2 separate regions of the Astyanax mexicanus genome follow, and region 2 is linked to region 1. Evidence: chromatin contacts called from public Hi-C data. All regions are on one chromosome and are shown on one strand. The core of a region is the stretch at or near the end of the contact, and the rest is flanking DNA. Distances in the headings are between cores, read along the strand shown.

Evidence for each region. A called contact is a pair of places that touch in the nucleus more often than the background predicts.
Region 2: a contact with region 1 is called in a Hi-C map of muscle, with 13 times the contacts expected there. The contact joins the enhancer-like site here to the promoter of wnk1b in region 1. A contact is called at or near these places in 2 of 3 Hi-C or Micro-C datasets (both in muscle).

The regions. Positions count from the first base shown.
Region 1 is chr2:5,335,236-5,341,574 of AstMex3_surface, forward strand. It overlaps wnk1b (WNK lysine deficient protein kinase 1b), which reads left to right and starts at 2,014. Exons shown (of 33, transcript XM_049475036.1): 1 at 2,014-2,955; 2 at 6,251-6,339.
Region 2 is chr2:5,411,892-5,418,156 of AstMex3_surface, forward strand. wnk1b (WNK lysine deficient protein kinase 1b) reads left to right here. Exons shown (of 33, transcript XM_049475036.1): 3 at 2,641-2,813. Among protein-coding and RNA genes, the nearest start is that of wnk1b, 78 kb to the left of the region's middle. Within about 2 kb of position 4,115, the one cell type or tissue checked has an H3K27ac peak away from gene starts, as active enhancers do.

The DNA of each region.
Region 1 (6,339 bases), core at 764-3,263:
AGCTACGTTACCAGGGAGAGAACTAAGTAAGTGTCATAACAAAGGGGAAACAAAAGATAACAGCAAAAGATAACAGAACTTCTATCTCTGACTTTTATCCACAAGGTGGACAAATTAGGTAGGAGTGTCCAATTAGGTGGACAGTCAGCCGACACCGTGTTTAAAAACTCCAGCAGCACTGCTGTGTACCTAATATCCAGCAAAATTACAAACATTTTGACTGTACTAATACATGCAACATAATATAGTGCATAATATGAAAGCATAATGTGACTTTTTTAAACAGTGTATCACATATTAGCACGAGGTAAAGATTACACAGTGTGATTTCAAGCTTTTGCCATTTGCGTAAGCTTTGTGTGTGTATATTTATACAACCATTAACAGTGTAAAGAGGATTAAGGTAAAAGATACGCTCTGGAAGTGGGTCATTTGCAAATTCTATATTACTGTTTGATAAATGGGCTTTAACATCCTGAGTGATTTCTTCCTGCTCCATCCCATAACCTGACCTTTCATGACATTTGCATGCACTGTTCATACAGCACTTGGTGCATATAATGTAGTTGCTCACTCCGAACTTCTAAAAGTATTTAAGAAAAACAACAAATTAGAAGAATAGAGAACAAACACCAGTTTCTAACAGATGTGGGAAAAGGTTTCAGGAGAATTTTCCAGTCCAGTCCACATTACCTAAAAATAATGAGATAGCAATTTACTTAATAAGAAAAAAAAACATGCTATTTTTAATATTAAAAAAAATCCTCCTTTTGAGATACTAAGTCATTATTTTGAGATTCTTCTGAGATACCGAGACATTATTTTGAAATAAGTTGAAGCTTTGCAATCTACAGCTTTGCAATCTACTAAATACTGAGATAGCAATTAACTCAATGATAAGAAAAGAAATACAGGCTATTTTTAAAAATACTTCTGAGATACTAAGTCGTTATTTTGGGATACAAGCTCATACATTTAAGATACTAAGACATTATTTTGAGATACTTCTGAGAAACTAATATATTATTTTGAGATACTATTTAACTATATCATTATTTACACAAGCTCATACTTCTGAAATACAAAGATATTATTTTTAGATACTTCTGAGATACTAAGATATTATTTTGAGTTACTTCAGAGATACTAAGATATTATTGTGAGATACCTCTGAGATACAAAGACATTATTTTGAGATACTAAGACATTATTTTGAGATATTATCGCATTATTTTGAGTTACCTCTGAAAAACCAAGACATTATTTTGAGATACTTCTGAGACACTAAGGTATTATTTTGAGACACTATCTCACCATTTTTTTTATTTTATAATAATTTTATTTCTCTGGCTCAGCTGTGCAACCTACTGCTACCTCTAAATACTGAGATAGCAATTATGATAAGAAAATCAAGAAAATACATACTATTTTTAAAAATACTTCTGAGATATTAAGTCATTATTTTGAGATACTAAGACATTATATTGAGTTACTTGTGAAATAACAAGACATTATCTTGAGATACCCCTGAGATACTAAGACATTATTTTGAGATATTAACTCATTATTTTGAGTTACCTCTGAAATACCAAGACATTATTTTGAGTTACTTCTGAGACAATAAGGTATTATTTTGAGACACTATCTCACCATTTTTTTTATTGTATAATTATTTTATTTATCTGGCTCAGCTGTGAAACCTACTACTACCTCTAAATACTGAGATAGCAATTAACACAATGATAAGAAAATCAAGAAAATACATACTATTTAAAAAAAAATATTAAACAATATTAAGTCATTATTTTGAGATACTGTCTCAATGTGTCATTGTTTTCTTTCTCAGGCTCATCCATACAATCAACGCACTGTTATCTCAGAATAATGACTTGATGTATTGTTTATCCTCACAACTCTACCCACCTCTGCTGCGGCTGATAATCATGAATGAAGCCCCCCCCTCTTCTCACCGTGTGTTTCTTTAAGGTTTGCTACAGTGTTGCACGCGGTGTGATAGAAGTCCGCCGCTGCTGTGTGTGCGGAGGGAAAGGCGACCCCCCTCGGTGTGTTTGATAAAAGCCCGGCTGAGGCTCTTGTGGGCGGGGAGCTGGAGCAGCTCGTGTCGGCGCAGCCTCCAACGTGACACACTGGAATAAGCATCAGAAGCGATAGAGAGAGAGAGAAGGAGAGAAAGAGAGAAAGAGAGACCAGCTGCTCAACAACACAAAGCGTACGTTTGGACTCTAAACGTTATACAGTGCGGGGAAATGCTGAGATTTGATCTGCTGCTTGCTGGTTCTCGGTAGGATAGGCTCTCTGACTGTGTCCACCGTCCAGGAATTACACACAGTTTCACCGGCCAGACTGAACAGAGGAGACGAGCTGCAGTGGATGTTTGTTTTTTCGCTGCATTGTTCATGGGAAAGGCGATACGGAGAGACTGCGAGAGCGAACTTGAGAGAAACCAGCCAACCTGAAGATCTGCAGGACTGGGTTTAACAGCTGCAGCAGTATATCATTGGCCTGTGGGAATATAAGCAACATTTTCAACCCAGCATTAACAACATTAACCCAGTCGTTTGCAGAGCTGCTGTGGCAGTAGGCAGTAGCTGTAGTGCCTGTGTGTATGTGTTGAACGGCATGTCCTGCAGGAAGGATTTCTCCTAAATTAGATAGTATTAGTACCAAGTAATAATATGTATTCGGTTATTTAGCTAGCTATGACTTGTTGGTACTGTTATGGCTAGCTATCTAACCTAACTTAACCTAACCTAGCCCAACGCAGCAAGCTCACAGTCTGCAGTCTTTAGGTTAGCTTGGTTGGGTTTTTCCTTCTTCCTCACACTACAGACTACTGCTGTTGCTGTCTGTCTGTCTGACTGTGTGATTGTCTTTCGTCTTGTCTGTTTCATTGGAGGAGGATGACACCAAAGGATGGATAACACGATACGAAAGGTAAACTTGAATGTCTTGTCTTATCTTTTTCCCTATCTGACCTACCTACCTATTGGATCTTTCTATCTAACGTTATATCTCTAGCATTAGGTCTACCTACATACCTAGTTACCTGCTGGCTTGCTGTGTTGTGATTCAGCAACGTGGTGAGACAGATCCGTAGGGCTGCAACGATTCGTTGACATAATCCACAAAATCGTTTTAACTGCACTGTGCACTAAACTACACTTGAAAACGTAGCTTAGCTAATGAGGCAGGGGTTAAGTTTCCTAAGTTGTTCACTCACCCAGTTCACATACCTAATACATAGCTAGGTTACATTTGATTTAAGCTTAAAAGCTATTAAGTCTTATTAACCTAGTTCGCCATGTTAAGACATATTTAACTCTTTATCAGCCACTTTTTACACGCAATTTGCTTAAATAGCTTATTATTATTATTTGCGATATTATACATTAAGGCAGTGACTGAACAACAGGGTGAAGAGACTTACAGGTGTGCAAGCTTGGGCAGGTGAGGGGGGATTGGAGAAATCGATTAGTCGATTATAGACTAATCGAAAAAAAAAAACATAACAATTAGTGAGCAGTCCTATGGAGTGTGTTTACGGGTTGACTAGGACTGCCACTAATGATAGTAGAGTCAACTAATAAGCATTTTTTCAACTATTCGACTCTAAACATCGTTAGATTAGTCGACTAGCTACCAAAATTATCATTAGTGGCAGCTAGTAAATAAAGAGTATATGTGGTGTTTGGGGTAGCTAGTTATTAACACTTACAGGTGTGCAAGCTTGAGCGGGTGAGGGGATGGCAGAAATCGGTTAATCGATCGAAAAAAAAAAACGTCAGATTAGTCGACTAGTTACTAAAATAATCATTAGTGGGCAGTCCTAGTAAATGGTGTGTTAGTAGTAGGTTTTAAATCAGATGGAGAGAGATAAAGAGAGAGAGCAGCTGGTGGTGGCACACTGACTGTTTGGAGCTGCTGATGTGTTTTGGATGTGAACGTTGCTTTTAGAAGTTTAAACCTTCAGAAACCCTGTTTTAATCGATTTATTGAGGTTAACTTCCAAATTCTAGCAAACTCAACATTGTAAAAGCATATATAAACGATGAACACACTGGCTGTTGGAGCTGCTGTGCTGTTGTGGAGTTTAATGGGAACGTTGCTTTAATGTTAAACCTCCAGAAACATTTAGAAACCCTGTTTAAGTCGATTTATTGAGGTTATCTTCCCAATTTCTAGCAGATTCAACGTTGTAGCTGCCTATTCAACACCATATCAACACAGTGTTTGAGCTGCTACTGTGATTTGGAGTTTAATGTGAACGTTTCTTTCATTTGAAACCTTCAGAAACTCTGTTTTAAAAGCGATTTATTCAGGTTAGTTGTTAGATTTGAGCAAACTAATGAGATAGTAAGTGCCTATACAAAATATTTAAACGTTGTTTTTAGCTGGCTACATTAGCTAAACGTATTTTTTATTATTAGTGTTATTATTAATAATACACTAACTACTCCAGATAGCTTGCTAGCCCTGCCTGATTTATTAACCTACTTTTTCCAGCTAATTTTAGCTTCAACACAAACAACGTCTTAGCCAACAAACCGGGTAGAGTTAACTAGTTAATTAACGCTATTTAAGCTAGCCTTAGTTAATCTACCGGTATGTTTAGCTAGCTGTTAAAGCTAGTTATTTAGCTGAGCTCATGTTCTCCCTCTTTTTCTCCTCACGTTTGCATGCTAACAGCTTCTGGAAAGATCTCCCACTGAGATATTGGTCGCTTTGTCACTTTGGCCATAGTTTTAAAGTGTTAAAACGTTAAAATCACAGTTGATATCCAAAACCTGCGGACAAATGGCTGGTTAGCTTAGCTTAGCTAACTCGCTATCCGACACAGAGCTCTGAAGCTCTTCTCCCAACACTACAGAACACAGGGTAGCTAACTGCCCAGCTAATGTCAGTCTCTGAGGTGGACTAGTATCGTTTCAAAACGTTTAAACAAGCTAAATAAGTGTATAAACTGTATTATTCTCTGTTAAAACGTTGCCTGTCTTTAAGTAGTTACCTGACACGAACTATTTAATCAAATACTTAAAGTTTCAGAAGTTTTTCATGCATTTATTTACTATGAGCTAGATAGTTGTGGTGAATTGTCCAGCTCCAGAAAGTTTTCTGGAACTGACATCATGTTAATGCGTGGCCACGACATATTAAGGCGTTTAAATAAGAAAATTAAGCTGCGTGAATGAGCTAATTAACCCTTTCAGACCTGAGTTCTCTCCAGTGATGGGATAAAAGGATGCTGTTTTATGTCCATAATGCACAGAAAAGAAGACTATAATATTCTACTATAAAATCTATATAGCACATAAATCCAATTAAATAAAATATTTAAAAAATATTTTTTTCCCATTGCATTGAAAACCTGTAATATTTTATATTTCATATTTACCTGTTTATTTTTATAAACCCCCATAAATCCCAGAACAGTAAAAAATAAAACATGATTAAAAGTGTTCTAAATCATATTAAACTGTATTTCCAGTGCAGTGGATGGGACCAAGCTACTGCATTACTGGTGTCCGCCTAGTATCTTGATAAGAAAGAATGATTTGATAAGAAGATATATTTTGTATATATTAGGCTTGCTGGAGACTTTCCTAAGAAACTCTGGCGAATATAGTGTCTAGCTACATGTCTATATGTGAATGTACACAGTCATCACATACAAAGTGGTTTTCTAGTTAGTTTAACCAGTAAATCAGCCTCATGCAGCCAGTCTTATTAAAGCTGTCCATAAGCAGTAAATTGGATTGTTAAACCCCCTAAGATCAACGCTGTTTCCATCAGCCCTTGCTGCCACGCCCCCAAATTTCCTTCACCCCCATGGCTGCCACATGGAAATAGGCTTTATTTCTGTGAGGATTGGCTTCCTTAGGAGACCATTTTTAATGTTGATTTAAAAATAATGATATAAGAAAGAATATCTCTGGCAGAAGAATATCTTATGGCTGATTTGGTCTCTGCACATTTAGCTGCTCAGGATAGAACCATCTGTGTTCAGGTTTGTAGGTTAAAGTGTGTGAAAATGGGTCAGACTTGCATGTAACTGGCAAACAATTCCAGGGAAATAAAACTAATTTCCCCTTTTCTCTTCCTTTTGTGTAGAGCCATGCCAAACCACTGACATGCTTGTTGGTGGTTATAGCTTTAAGGTCAAGCTGACAAAGACTAAAGTCTAAATTTGGGCATGCAATTAAACCTGTTCTCTGCTTGTGTTGTCTTGCAGTGAGTCTGGACCTGGGGTTGGGTTACGCAGCCGGGTTGACCGTTCCCTGTTTCCCGAAGGAAAGCGTGAAAAGGCTTTAGCCCCGCCCG
Region 2 (6,265 bases), core at 2,865-5,364, 79 kb after region 1:
CTTGGCTGGACGTCTTTAGGAATCGTTTTTTTTTATTGTTATTTTATTTTCATGCCCTTAATTTTCTTGTGCAGTTGTTTCTATATTTAAATGAAATAGTTTCAGGCAGGCTTGCATAAAACGTGGGATAGTTGTAATTGTGTTAATAGTGATAATTGCATTGCCCCCCTCCTCGCCTCAATCAGGCACTCTCTCTCTCTCTCTCTCTGCCCCTGTGGACACCCCTGCTCCTATGGGGATTAGTGGTTCTTAATGGCTTGCAGATGCTCAGTGCTGGTACAGAAGTGCTGTTGGAAAATGAAAGGCCGTGTCTGCATTAATGTGAGGATTGAGCTCTGGTCTCAGCATTATGTAGCTGGCAGCGAGCCAGCTGACCAGACAGAGACGGACTAATGCAGACACTCAGACTTGACTTAGCATTTGCTTCTTCTTAGAACTGAGAAATGCACTAAATAAGAGACCTGTGATGTTGGATGTGAGCCGTAGGCTTTGTGTGGATGAGTGTTTTTGAAGTGTGAAGGTCTGGAAGAAGAAAAGTGCATGACCTTGTGCTCCTTTCATAATTTTCCATTTTTTGTGGATAAAATCTTCCCAATAAACATTACGCTAAACGTAATTATTGTAATTTTAAGACCATTAATTGCAACTGATATAATAATAATAGAACAGCATAATAAAAGCAATCGTAATCAAGATTGGGAAAATAAATACTTTGTTCTTCAACTACTGCAGTCCATAATGTGTTTATAGGCTGTAGTCGCAGTTATTGGTATATATACGTATTGGTATAAGCATTTAGCATGACTGTCTAAAATACTGTTCACCATTATACTAGTGCATCTCAAATCAATTGAATATCTGTGAAAAGTTATTTTTATTTCAGTAATTCAGTTCAAAATGTGAAACTCACACATTATATGGGTGTATTACACACAGAGTGATCTATTTTAAGAGTTTGTGTAATATATATAAATTAATAATTATTTGTATTGTTGATGATTATGGCTTACAGCCAATAAAAACCCCAAAAAACAATGTCTAATTAGAAATGTTTAATATTGTATAAGACAAATTGGTACTTTTGGCAGTGTGGGCAGTGTGCCAAATCCTGCTGGAAAATTAAATCTGCATGCTTTCCTCTGCTGACAAGTTTTATGGAGATGAGGATTTCATTTTTCAGCAGGACTTGGCACACTGCCCACACTGCCAAAAGTACCAATTGGTCTTATATAATATTTTAATCTATCTATCTATCTATCTGTCTGTCTGTCTGTCTGTCTGTCTGTCTAAAAAATAAATAAACACTTAAGATAGATCAATCTGTGTGTCTCACATTTGTGAAACAAAGTAACTTTTCAATCATATTTAATTATTTATTATCCACTAGTATATTTGAACAAACAAATATACAAATAAACACAATAGATTATTTAATATCACAATTATCACATATTATTGAGGTAATATCCATAACTGGCCTGGTCATGTTGTTTCCTTGGCTCAGTCATATGACTGTGAATTCAGCCCGCTAGTCTGTGTTTGTGTGTGATGTTTACAGACATGCTTTACTCCGCATAGTAAATGTGTGCTGGGCTTCTGTCCATCCTGGCACTGCTGGATCTGTCCATGTGGGCACTTCTGACTGATGGGTGAGCTCTGGCAGGAATGTGGTGTTGGATTACAGTGTCTAAACCAGAGAGTGCTCTCACTGCGCAGAAAGAGAGAGACAGAGACAGAGACTCGCTCAGCAGCACAAAAGCTTTTTAAAGAAGGCCTGAATTTTCTATTTCCATATAGAACCACTCATCTGACATTACAGTAAACACTAATGTAGTGAAATAATGTGGGAATTCCCCATATTAAGTATAGGAAGTAAGTTGTATTGATTGGGAAGAGTTTTATTTTTCGATTTTTATAATGCAGATAACACAGACAGACCCTCAGAATTAAAACACTAAAACATATTACACTTTAGATTCACAGAGATGCATAGAATTGTGGTTATTTGTTGTAAATTTCTGCTTATATTAGACCTTTTTTGTAATTTATTTCAGTGTCAATTAAAAAAATATCAACATGCAATGTTTAATTGCTTGTATTATGGTTTAATACACACTAATGCATACAGTATATATGTGATATAGTATATATATTGCTGTTTTTAGCAAAACTGTCCAGTATCATTTATTTTACTTTAATCATGGTTATATGGAGATATATGTTGTGCATTATTATTACTATCATAAAATTCTGGATCATTGACTTCTGTTACAAATCTGATCAGATTCTTGTATTTTTTAATATCTCAGTTAGGGGTGTGCCATATCATATTGCATGCAATAATAAAATAAAATTTTCATTTTGTTGCAGTAGTGTATTCTTGAAAAAAAAAAAAAAAAAAAAAAAAAATATATATATATATATATATATATATATATATATATATATATATATATATATATATATATATATATATATTAATTCTGTGTTTTGTCATATCGCCAAGAGTATTGTTATGGCAAAAATACCTTGAAATATTGAAATATTATTTTAGGGCCATATCGCCCACCCCTAGTTACAGATATTTTTAATGTTTTTAACCATATTAATGCCTCGTCTCTGCTGTTTGTGTTCCTCCAGGACCGTAAGCTCTCCAGGTCAGAGCGGCAGCGCTTTAAAGAAGAGGCAGGTATGCTGAAAGGTCTGCAGCACCCAAACATCGTTCGTTTCTACGACTCCTGGGAGTCTCCCTCCAAAGGACGCAAGTGTATCGTGCTGGTGACGGAGCTGATGACTTCAGGCACCCTAAAAACGTGAGTAGAACATCAGTGCCTTTAACAAGCATGCTGAATCACACTCAGCCTCATTAATCTGACTGTAAATCATACATAATTTTGTACCCAGGTTTGTTTCAGAAGTATTGTGAAAGGTTTTCCAATCAGTTATTCATTCTCAAAAGCACAGCATTGGTTTTAATGTAAAGGGGACAGTTTATACCTCTTTTTACACAAGTTAGAATAGATCCATGGGCTACACAAAACATTTTCATGAAGTTCTTTGCACAAAATCACTTTCACATAAAGATAAAGATTTCACCAGATCTATTCTCACCAGTTTTTAGACCCTTGTTCAGAATAAGCCGTTTAAGGGCTCTGTCACTTTTATGCAAATAAGCTGTCGGTGGCTACGCCACATGTTTACGCTGGGCGTTTACCACACATTAGTGTTAGCTTGTGCTAAATGGGAAAACATGATCTTATTTTCCACAGGTAGTAGGTATAGATCCCTCCCTCAGAAGAAGTCTAATCGCTAATCTTACTGTGTACTGTACTGACGTTCTCAACCAAAATTGCTGAAATGTTGTTTCGTCAACTGATCAAGTGGGTGGGGCTCAGATGAGGGTTGGAGCCAGGGTGGTTCTATGCAGGTTGCCAGGTTGCCTTATCATGACGTCACAATAAGGAAGCCATTCAGATGGTTCATAGAAGCAAATTATTTCTAACACCAAATTATTTTAGCTGATTCACAGAAAATGGGTTTATATAGAGGCATCCAAAAAGTGAGTTTTGCATGGTATATTGTCTTTTAATTGTTTATATGGAAAACATGGGGCAGGTTAATTTTCACAATTGCTAGATAGCAGGGTTATACTCTTTCATGAGCTAAAAAGTATACCAACAGTTTTTCCCCAAAAAAGATAAAAAATGACGCATTATATTGTCTTGGTTACAGTATGGCAATACATTAAATCATAACCCCTATATCATGATGCGTATTGTTGTGTTATCAGGTTCTTTTATTGATTACACAGCTCTACTGCTATGTCATGTTCATATAAAGCATTTTTAACAGTTTCTCCTTTTGTACTGAGGTAACTCTGAGGTTACTTGCGTAACTTTAGCTTTGTTGGTTTTGTACATGTTCATGTTGTTTACCCCGAGGGCGTCAGGAATATTGTTCATGCCCTGCAGAGTGTGAGAACTCATTTACAGCAGACAGAACAGCTTCTTTTCACCTAACTGGAGCTCGCGAGCCGTGTGAGTCCGCCGCTGATCAGAAACAGCAGACTAAAAAGGCCGGTTATTGTCTGTTCGACTGTTATAAAACACAGATTCACAATAGAGTGGATTTACGAAAGTCCCCGCCGGTGGTGCAGGAGGAGAGCGGCGTGCCACCTCCATGTGAGAGGTGCACTGTGGGTCGCTGCCCCCTCGCCAGCTGCTGCTGCAGCAGATTCCACACATTCCTGATCTGTGAAGAGTGGAAGAGGCACTACTGTAGACCTGACCAAACAGAGCCCAGACTCAGGGTCAGCAGCTCCCTCATGTGGACGTGTGGATTCTGACACACACACACACACACACACACACACACACACACACACACACACACACACACACACACACACACACACACACACACTCTCTCACTGCATTTATTGGGGTTTTTCCATTAACTGTTTATTGACTAGGGATGTCCTGATCACATTTTTTCCCACTTGAATCATCCCAAAAAGAAAGAACTCATGCAATTTGTCAAAAAAAAAAAATATTATTTAAGAGCCACTAAACCCTAAACCATATATTATTTTCATTAATAGCTGAAATGTGTTCAAATAAGCTTTGAAAAAATACTTTTATTTTGCTAATTTCTGCCTCTGCAGCGCCCCCTCACAGGTTTAACTGTGCTATAGGTGAGGATGAAGCTCAGCCAATCAGCTCTCCCTCCTGCCCTGCCTCTAAACCCATACATCACCCAGTCCCCCTACTGTGTTGTGTGTGCATGTAAGCCTCCAATTTTTCTTTTTGGCTTTTTTAAATTTGAACAGTAGGAATCTAAAATATTAATGTAAATTAACCACTCAGTCTTTGTCAATCAATGAATTAATCAATCAATCAATCAAGCTTTATTTGAAATCGGCAGTACATTAAGGGTGACCCTCATTTACAATGCGGCCAAGCATTTACAGTATAAAAGGGGTTAAAAACATTGGATAAGAAATTAGAAATAGGAAAACAAATAAACATTTTAAATAAATAAGTTTATTGTAGATTAATAAAATGTATGTATAAAAAAGAAAATCTAAATAAATTAACATAGAAATTAAAACATAAAAAGTAAAGAATTTCTCAAATTTAAAATATAGAAAAAAGGATCATAGTAAAAGTAAATGATACAATAAAGTGATGATGATGATTGATAAGAAATGGTATACAAGATATACAAATATACTTATATAAGATTCTTTATCAAACATGAAGACTTGCGCTCTGACACAGGATGCTCTTACCACGTTTTTAATCCTACCTTGTGCTTGTGCTTATGTTTGTCGTGTCGGCTGGTCATGCTGGTGCTGCACAGGGCGTGCTGAGTTCATGGTGAGCGGATGAGCCTGCAAGGGGATCCCCCTCCTCCCAGTCCCAGTCATGCACAGTTAAGTGTCTGTGTCTGGCCTGTCTGAGCACTAATCACACGCCTCACAACAGCACAGCACCACCATGACCACAAGCAGAGTGAGGGGCCGAGTGTGAAGGAGAAACCATCAAAATGAGATGAAGAATGAAGAAAGCAGCAGACTGTGAAAAAACTAAACTAATACTAAAAGCTAAATCTGGTCCAGTCCTGGTCTTGCTAAATTACCACTCCTAGCCCTTATTCAACTCACCTGATGATCCCATTAATGAAGGAGCATATGTTTAGGAGCATCTCAATTAGTGGTGGGGCGATATGGCCCTAAAATAATATCACAATATTTCCTGGTATTTTTTGCAGTAACGATACTCTTCGCAATATATAACAAAACACTACTGCAATAAAATAAAAAATACATTTTATTACTGCATATAATATGATATGACACATCCCTAACTACAATTAAAAAATATAAAAAAAAGAATATCAGATTTGTAACCAAAGTCAATGATCCAGAATGACATGATGCTAAGAATAATGCACTCCAAATATCTACATACATCCAGGATTAAAGTAAAATAAATGATATTGGACAGATCTCTAGTATAGATATATATAATGGGAAATGAGAACAGTGTGATTTTTGTTTTCTTTTGCTAAAAACAGTAAAAAAAAAAAAAAAAAGTAGTATCCTGATGTGATAATTAGGGGTGAGTGATAAGGCATGATGTCTCAGGGTATATTAATGTTTTCAAAAAATCTTCAAAAATCTTAGTGATATTTTTGCATTCAATACAATTAGAGGCTCCAAATTTTCTAGTATTATCAGTTGGTTCGAATCCCAGTCATGCTG